Regions from separate parts of the Mus musculus genome. Here region 1 is linked to region 2. The links are chromatin contacts, called in public Micro-C maps. All regions are on one chromosome and are shown on one strand. The core of a region is the stretch at or near the end of the contact, and the rest is flanking DNA. Distances in the headings are between cores, read along the strand shown.

Region 1 (2,890 bases), core at 136-2,635, 250 kb after region 2:
ACAGGGTTTCTCTGTGTAGCCCTGGCTGTCCTCGAACTCACTTTATAGACCAGGCTAGCCATGAACTCAGAAATCTGCCTGCCTCTGCCTCCCAAGTGCTGGGATTAAAGGTATATGACACCATGCCTGGCAAACGTTTCTCTTTAAGTTCTTCTGGGTAGACTTGCTAAGGGGTACAATGGTAATTCTATGTTTTAAGTTTTATTTGAATAAAATGAAATCAGTATTTTAGCTTTCTGAGACAGCGTTTGGTTTTGTATCTCAGGTATCATGATCAGAACTCACTATCCTGCCTCCAATTTCCTCGTCTGATAATTGTATATTTATTTATTTAGAGATGACATTTCGCTATGTAATCCTTGCTGGCCTGGAACGCTGTTGACGAGACTGGCCTCGGACCCTCAGAGATCTCCCCGCCTCTGCCTTTGGAGTGTTGGGAATGAAGGCGAGCTCCACTCCACCCAGTGGTCGTCTTGCTTTCTACATTTGAGCACCGCATTTACTGTTCCCCATAGAAGCTGAGTCATTTTAAATCCCCACAAAAAAAACGCAAGAAAAACGTGTACTTTTTCATAACCTGGACAGTGCACGTTACTGTTTTGTTTGTATAACCTTTTAGTGAGCACAGGGATCTTTTAGAAGTGACAGTTAAATGTCACCTCTTCAAATAGGCTTCACAGGTCACCTTACTTACCGTGGAGGTGAGTCTCAGGCATTATTTTCCATCGAGGAGCTTTTCTAGGTTGCGCGGTATCAAACTGTCTGGACCATGATAGACAGTGTCTTTTGTTGGCTACAGGATCCCCAGCATTTATCAGAATGTTCGACACACAGTAGGTCCTCAATAAATGATTGACTAATGGCATTTTTCTCTTTTACCAAGTTTCAAGTCCTTCTCCAATCTGCCCACTTACTCCTGCATGGCTCAGAACCCTCAACCTGGTCCTCCCCGCAGCGTACACCCAGGAAGGTCAGGACTGGAGCCAGCAAGTGATAACTGGATTCTAGAGTTTTACAGAATGTCACCAGAAAGCCGGAGGTTGGCCTGAGGCCTGTTCAGCATCTCGGCCCGCCCCATTTCTCGATTCTTTGTGCCTCTTTTCATAGCCCCGCCCCCGTGGCAATCTCGTGGGTCCTTGCTATTGGTTCTTTTCTAGATGCTGTCAAACGATTGGCCACAACACCTCCCACGCCTCCATAGCAGCCACAACAACCGCCACGTGCTCTACCGTGGGACTTCCCCATTGGCTAGCCGCCTCGGATACACCTGGCCGTCCCGCTTCCTCTTCCCATTGGCTTTCCAGTCCCCAGGCTCGGCTCCTCGGACGCTGATTGGCCCCCAGAGAGCGAGGCGGGGCTTGGGGGCGGGTAAAGAGAGCGGGTTTGCCAGCGCGCGCGCTAAGGATTTTTCGATGGCTGGGCAGAGGCTGGCGGCGGGCTTCCTGCAGGTGCCCGCGGTGACACGCGCCTACACCGCGGCCTGCGTCCTCACCACGGCCGCAGTGGTGAGCGGGCCGGGCGGGCGTGGCGGCACCATGGTTACAGTCCCCGGTGGGTTAGGGATGTCGCCTGCTTCCCGGGGCTTACACTGCCTCCTGTCCCACAGCAGCTGGAGCTCCTCAGCCCCTTCCAGCTCTACTTCAACCCGCACCTGGTGTTCCGGAAGTTCCAGGTGAGGCGGCCTTGACCCAGGCGCCTGGCAGCCAGGACCCTGCCCTCCATCCCCGCGCCTCACCGCCACCCCCACCTCTTTGCAGGTCTGGAGGCTCATCACCACCTTCCTCTTCTTCGGGCCCCTGGGATTCGGCTTCTTTTTCAACATGCTCTTCGTGTATCCTGGGCCACCTTGGCGGGGGCTGGGGGTGGAGTGAGCCCGGGATGGGGGTTATGCTGGGGTGGTGACGGGGGAAACTGAGGCCCAGTCGACGTGGCACTTCCTATGCCAGTGTTGCAGGTTCCGCTACTGCCGCATGCTGGAGGAGGGTTCTTTCCGTGGCCGCAAGGCTGACTTCGTTTTCATGTTTCTCTTCGGTGGTGTTCTTATGACTGTATCCTTCTGTATGTTCAGTATTATTGGACCAAAGAGTCGCCTTCTTATCTGTCGTGACCCAGACTAGGAGGGACAGGCATTCGGAGCCTGGCAGCCATTTAGCTTAGGTGCCCCAGCTAGTTCTTCAGTGTCCCTGAACAGCACAACAGGGAGATATAGGGCAGTCTGGTAGACTACCAAGGCTCTGAAACATGGATGCAAGAGCCAGAAGGAGCAGGCACGGGAACTGATGGGGCCTGGGTACCTGGAAATCACAGAAAGGGGTTCTCAAATCTCTGGAATACACCAGGGATATGAGGGAACCCGTGGAAAGGGTCAGAGGCACTGTGGGCAGCAGACTGCTCCAGGAAGCCTTGACTCTTGGTCCAGCTGCTGGGATTCCTGGGCAGCCTGTTTTTCCTGGGACAGGCCCTCATGGCCATGCTGGTCTATGTATGGAGCCGTCGCAGCCCTCACGTGAGGGTCAACTTCTTCGGCTTACTCAACTTCCAGGCACCATTCCTGCCCTGGGCCCTCATGGGCTTCTCGCTGCTGCTGGGCAACTCGGTTGTCACAGACCTGTTAGGTGAGCTGGCCCACCGTTGCCACTCACCCCCAGGCCTGCTGCTCCCAGGGAGCCAGCTCATACATCCCTTCCCCGGCTCCTCCCAACCCCTCATCTTCTCCTAACTTCTTGTTCGTTATTAATGCCCCTCAAGCAATCCAGCTGGACCACAGGATTTGCATCTGCAGTTGACCTTCTGAACTGAGTTGGTCTGCCTGGGGGTGGTTACAGTTTCTGCTTCCTGGCTCCTACTCCCCCAGTGTTCTCAAGCTCCTAGTTCCTCCCCTCGTCCGCTT
Region 2 (3,268 bases), core at 247-2,746:
CGAAGTCTTTGCCACCCATCATGGACCCTGAGGAGGGTAAAATCTCTAGGCAGTAGTCCAGAAAATCTTCACAACAGGTGCCAAGGCCCGAGCAGGTTGGGTGACAGGAACAGAGTCCATCCTGTGCCCCGCAGCGCAGGGAACAGCTTCCCTGGGCACCTGGAGAAGAAAGCCCCGTGTCCCAGGGTCAGCTGCCTGACCAACAGGGCCCGTTTCCCCTGGAGCCTGTGAGAAGCGTCCATGAGACAGACCAGGGATTGCTATGGCTACCAAGTGGCATGGTGGAAAGCCACCGGCTCTGTGGGCGGGGCTCCATTTTAGCACAGGTAATGGAGTGGCTTTGTGGGTCCTCACAGCTAAAAAAGGGTCCCCGTGCTTTCTGATAGGGTACATAGTCACCAAGAGTCCTACTGAAGGCCGGGGAGGGAATGGTATCTGGGTTGAGCTTGTCCCATCTCTTTCTGGGGGTGGGACACAGTTGAATCTCAGAGAGCCCCACCCTCTGAGAAGGCAGCCAGGACACTCCCTTTTTAGGGGATAGGAGGGGACATTCCAGTGAGGGTTGCAGCACAGTGTAGTTGGGAATACCCCATAGAAACTGTGGAACATCCTGTCTAGGCCTAGCTGTTCAGCCCACTTCCTCTGTGGGCTGTGGAGACCTGTGGTAGGGCTGTACTTCAGCCCCAGAGCTGAAAAGTGGAGACTGGGGTGAGGTACAAATTCCCAGGCCAGACCACACCTTCCCCAGACCCTTGATGGAGATCCACCAGGAGCCGGGCTGCGGTCTAAGCCATTAGACCACCTCACTAAGCTTATACTCCGGAGCAGCAATAAATATTTATCGGCTAAGGTTTAACGACTGCAAGGGGTGTGGGAAGATGCTTCAAGATGCCATGAGATAAAGTACCAGAAGGGTGGTGGCACTTGTGTGAAGCAGGAGACTGCAGGCTGGTTAACTCCCAGCTCAGCTCAGGGAAAGGCCATGGCTCTAGGCTCATCCTTCCTGCTAGACTTTCTTGGTTGCGCCGAGAAGGACCAGCACAGGGACAGATGAGAGGCAGGGGGTTCCCTGTGTGATTGCACCCTTCACAGAGGCTGGGCTGCAGGCTCTGGTCTTCCGGGATTCCCTCCCAGGCCCTTATGTGAGTGCAGAATGAGCTTGGTTCAGACCTCCCATCTCCACCAGAAGTGTCTAGATCCAGGAGCCCCCCCCACCCCCCCAGTTTCTTCCCAGTACTCCCCAGTGTAGTCACAGATGGACTGCCAGATGGATAGACAGCTGAGCCCAGAGGGGTGTCTGCTTAGGGCCTGGCTGATCAGGCAGATGAACAGGGAGGTCAGAAGGACAAAGTGGGGGCATACCTGCTGTGAACCCGGGGCCTGGTATTGTTGAGAGCAGCATCAAAATCCAAGGCAGGAGGGCCAGCTTCATGGTGTGCCCTGTGTCTGCAACCAGCAGGCAGCACAGTGGCTCAGAGATTTGCAGGGCAGGCTCTTGCCTGGCTGGCCAGGCCCCGCCTCCTGACCCCGCCCAGCGTTCTGCGGCATCACTCCTCCCCTCCCCTGCCCTCCCCGCCCCCTCTCAAAGTCCACAGGTGCCGATAGACAGGCAGAGCCCGAAGTGCCTAGTTAGCACATTCTTGTAGCATCATCACAGCCTTGGGACCCTGTGTGAGAATGAGGGGCTGGAGCGTCCAGATGCTAAGACCTTTGGCACCTGAAGCGGAATGGCGAGACAGCTCAGACCCTGGGGTCACAGTCCAGTCTTGTGTGTGAGGTTTCTGTTGGTTGGGTGGGAGAAGTCCTGGCCCCTTAGGGCAGACCTAGACCTCTGCTTCCCCTAGGGAGGTGTTGCTAACACACACTCAGCCTGACAGGCGGAGGTGGAGAAAGAATTAATCTGTTTGGATTTTAAGCACATAGCATGGACTTGAGACTGGGTCATTTCTGATGAATAGCCAGCCAGCTTTAGAGTCACTACCGAGACGGAGGAGCCCAGGGCTGAGGCCAGCCTAGCTCCAGTGTTGTCAGTTGGGGAGCTAACAGATCCTGTTGAGGGTTAGAAGGAAGGAGCCTGGTGGAGACCAGCTACTGGCTTCTGGGAGACCTTGATACTAGGGTGACTCATGAAGGACCCCAAAGCTGGGACTCTCTCTCACTCAGGGATTGTCACCTGGGCTAGACATCAGGACAGGGGATCTGTAGTGTTTCAATGCAGACACACTGGCTAGCCTCACAGGGGAGGAGGTGCTCAGGTGGCTGGCTTGTGAACCAAAGCCATCTGATCTGTGATTCTCCTCTGGTCCTGGGTCTCAGCCAGCCTATTGTTCTATGGGCCTAGTCCCCTCTCACTTAGAATGACTACCCAGAACTAGTCGGGGCTGGAGGTGACAGTGTCTCCCACGAGTATCTGAGGAGACCCGAGGTATAGGAGTGGGAACCAACTACCCCTAAGGTAACCCTGCCCCTATTATACCTGCAACCCCATAGGTGGATTTGGTTGAGAAGTCACCACCTTCCAGGGGAAAGAAAATCTACTAAGCCACAAGGGGCTCTATATGGGTGCTTTTGTGTGCACACTGAGGTCCTGTGGTGGTAGCAGTCGATGCTAACAACCCAGGCCCAGGATTGCGGTAACTCCCTACCCTGAGAGGCATGGGTAAGCAGAGGGGTATGGCTAAGTGACTGCTGTCCCCAGCGTCTTGGCTGTCCAGATGGCTGGCCTGGTAAGGACCCATCCTGGGTTGCCATGCTTCCAATCCATGGCCTTGGATTATTAGGTCTAGTCAACAGATTCTTCTCCATTGAGGGCTCAGTCTATGGCGGCACACAGGCGTATGGACTCGGACTTGTCTTCATTCTGGTCCAGAGTTTGCAAGGAGAGATAAATGGGGCTCTGACTATGGGTGACAGTCATGGCAGGCAGGTATGAGGTGCTAGGACTTAAGTATCTCCAAGATAGATGGTGTGGAGCCCAGGAAGGGCAGGGTTGTTTCAGTTTTGGTCAAGTGTTGTGGCACATGCCTTAACCTCACTCAGGATGCTGAGGCAGGGCTGACCTGGCCGATCCAGGCTATATAGCATGATCTTCTAGGGCTTCAATTTGGCTTCTCCTCAAATCTTACATTTTTATTTTGCAGACTGTCTGTACACTACATGTGTTGCAGCACCTGCAAAGGCCAGAAGAGAACATTGGCTCTTTTGGAACTGGAGTTGAGAGCTGGGTGTGGACTGCAGTGCGTGCGTGCATGCATGCAGGAATCAGAGC

Evidence for each region. A called contact is a pair of places that touch in the nucleus more often than the background predicts.
Region 1: a contact with region 2 is called in a Micro-C map of embryonic stem cells, with 1.8 times the contacts expected there. The contact joins the promoter of Derl3 here to the promoter of Susd2 in region 2. A contact is called at or near these places in 1 of 39 promoter capture datasets (embryonic stem cells), 2 of 484 Hi-C or Micro-C datasets (embryonic stem cells and uterus), 6 of 115 datasets of contacts at active chromatin or transcription factors (embryonic stem cells and stem cell-derived neural progenitor cells) and 1 of 9 other capture datasets (liver).

The regions. Positions count from the first base shown.
Region 1 is chr10:75,892,013-75,894,902 of GRCm38.p6, forward strand. It overlaps Derl3 (Der1-like domain family, member 3), which reads left to right and starts at 1,386. Exons shown (of 7, transcript NM_024440.2): 1 at 1,386-1,505; 2 at 1,607-1,672; 3 at 1,758-1,831; 4 at 1,955-2,048; 5 at 2,420-2,615. The coding sequence starts at 1,413.
Region 2 is chr10:75,642,512-75,645,779 of GRCm38.p6, forward strand. Susd2 (sushi domain containing 2) reads right to left here and starts at 1,497. Exons shown (of 15, transcript NM_027890.5): 1 at 1,363-1,497; 2 at 1-159. The coding sequence starts at 1,432.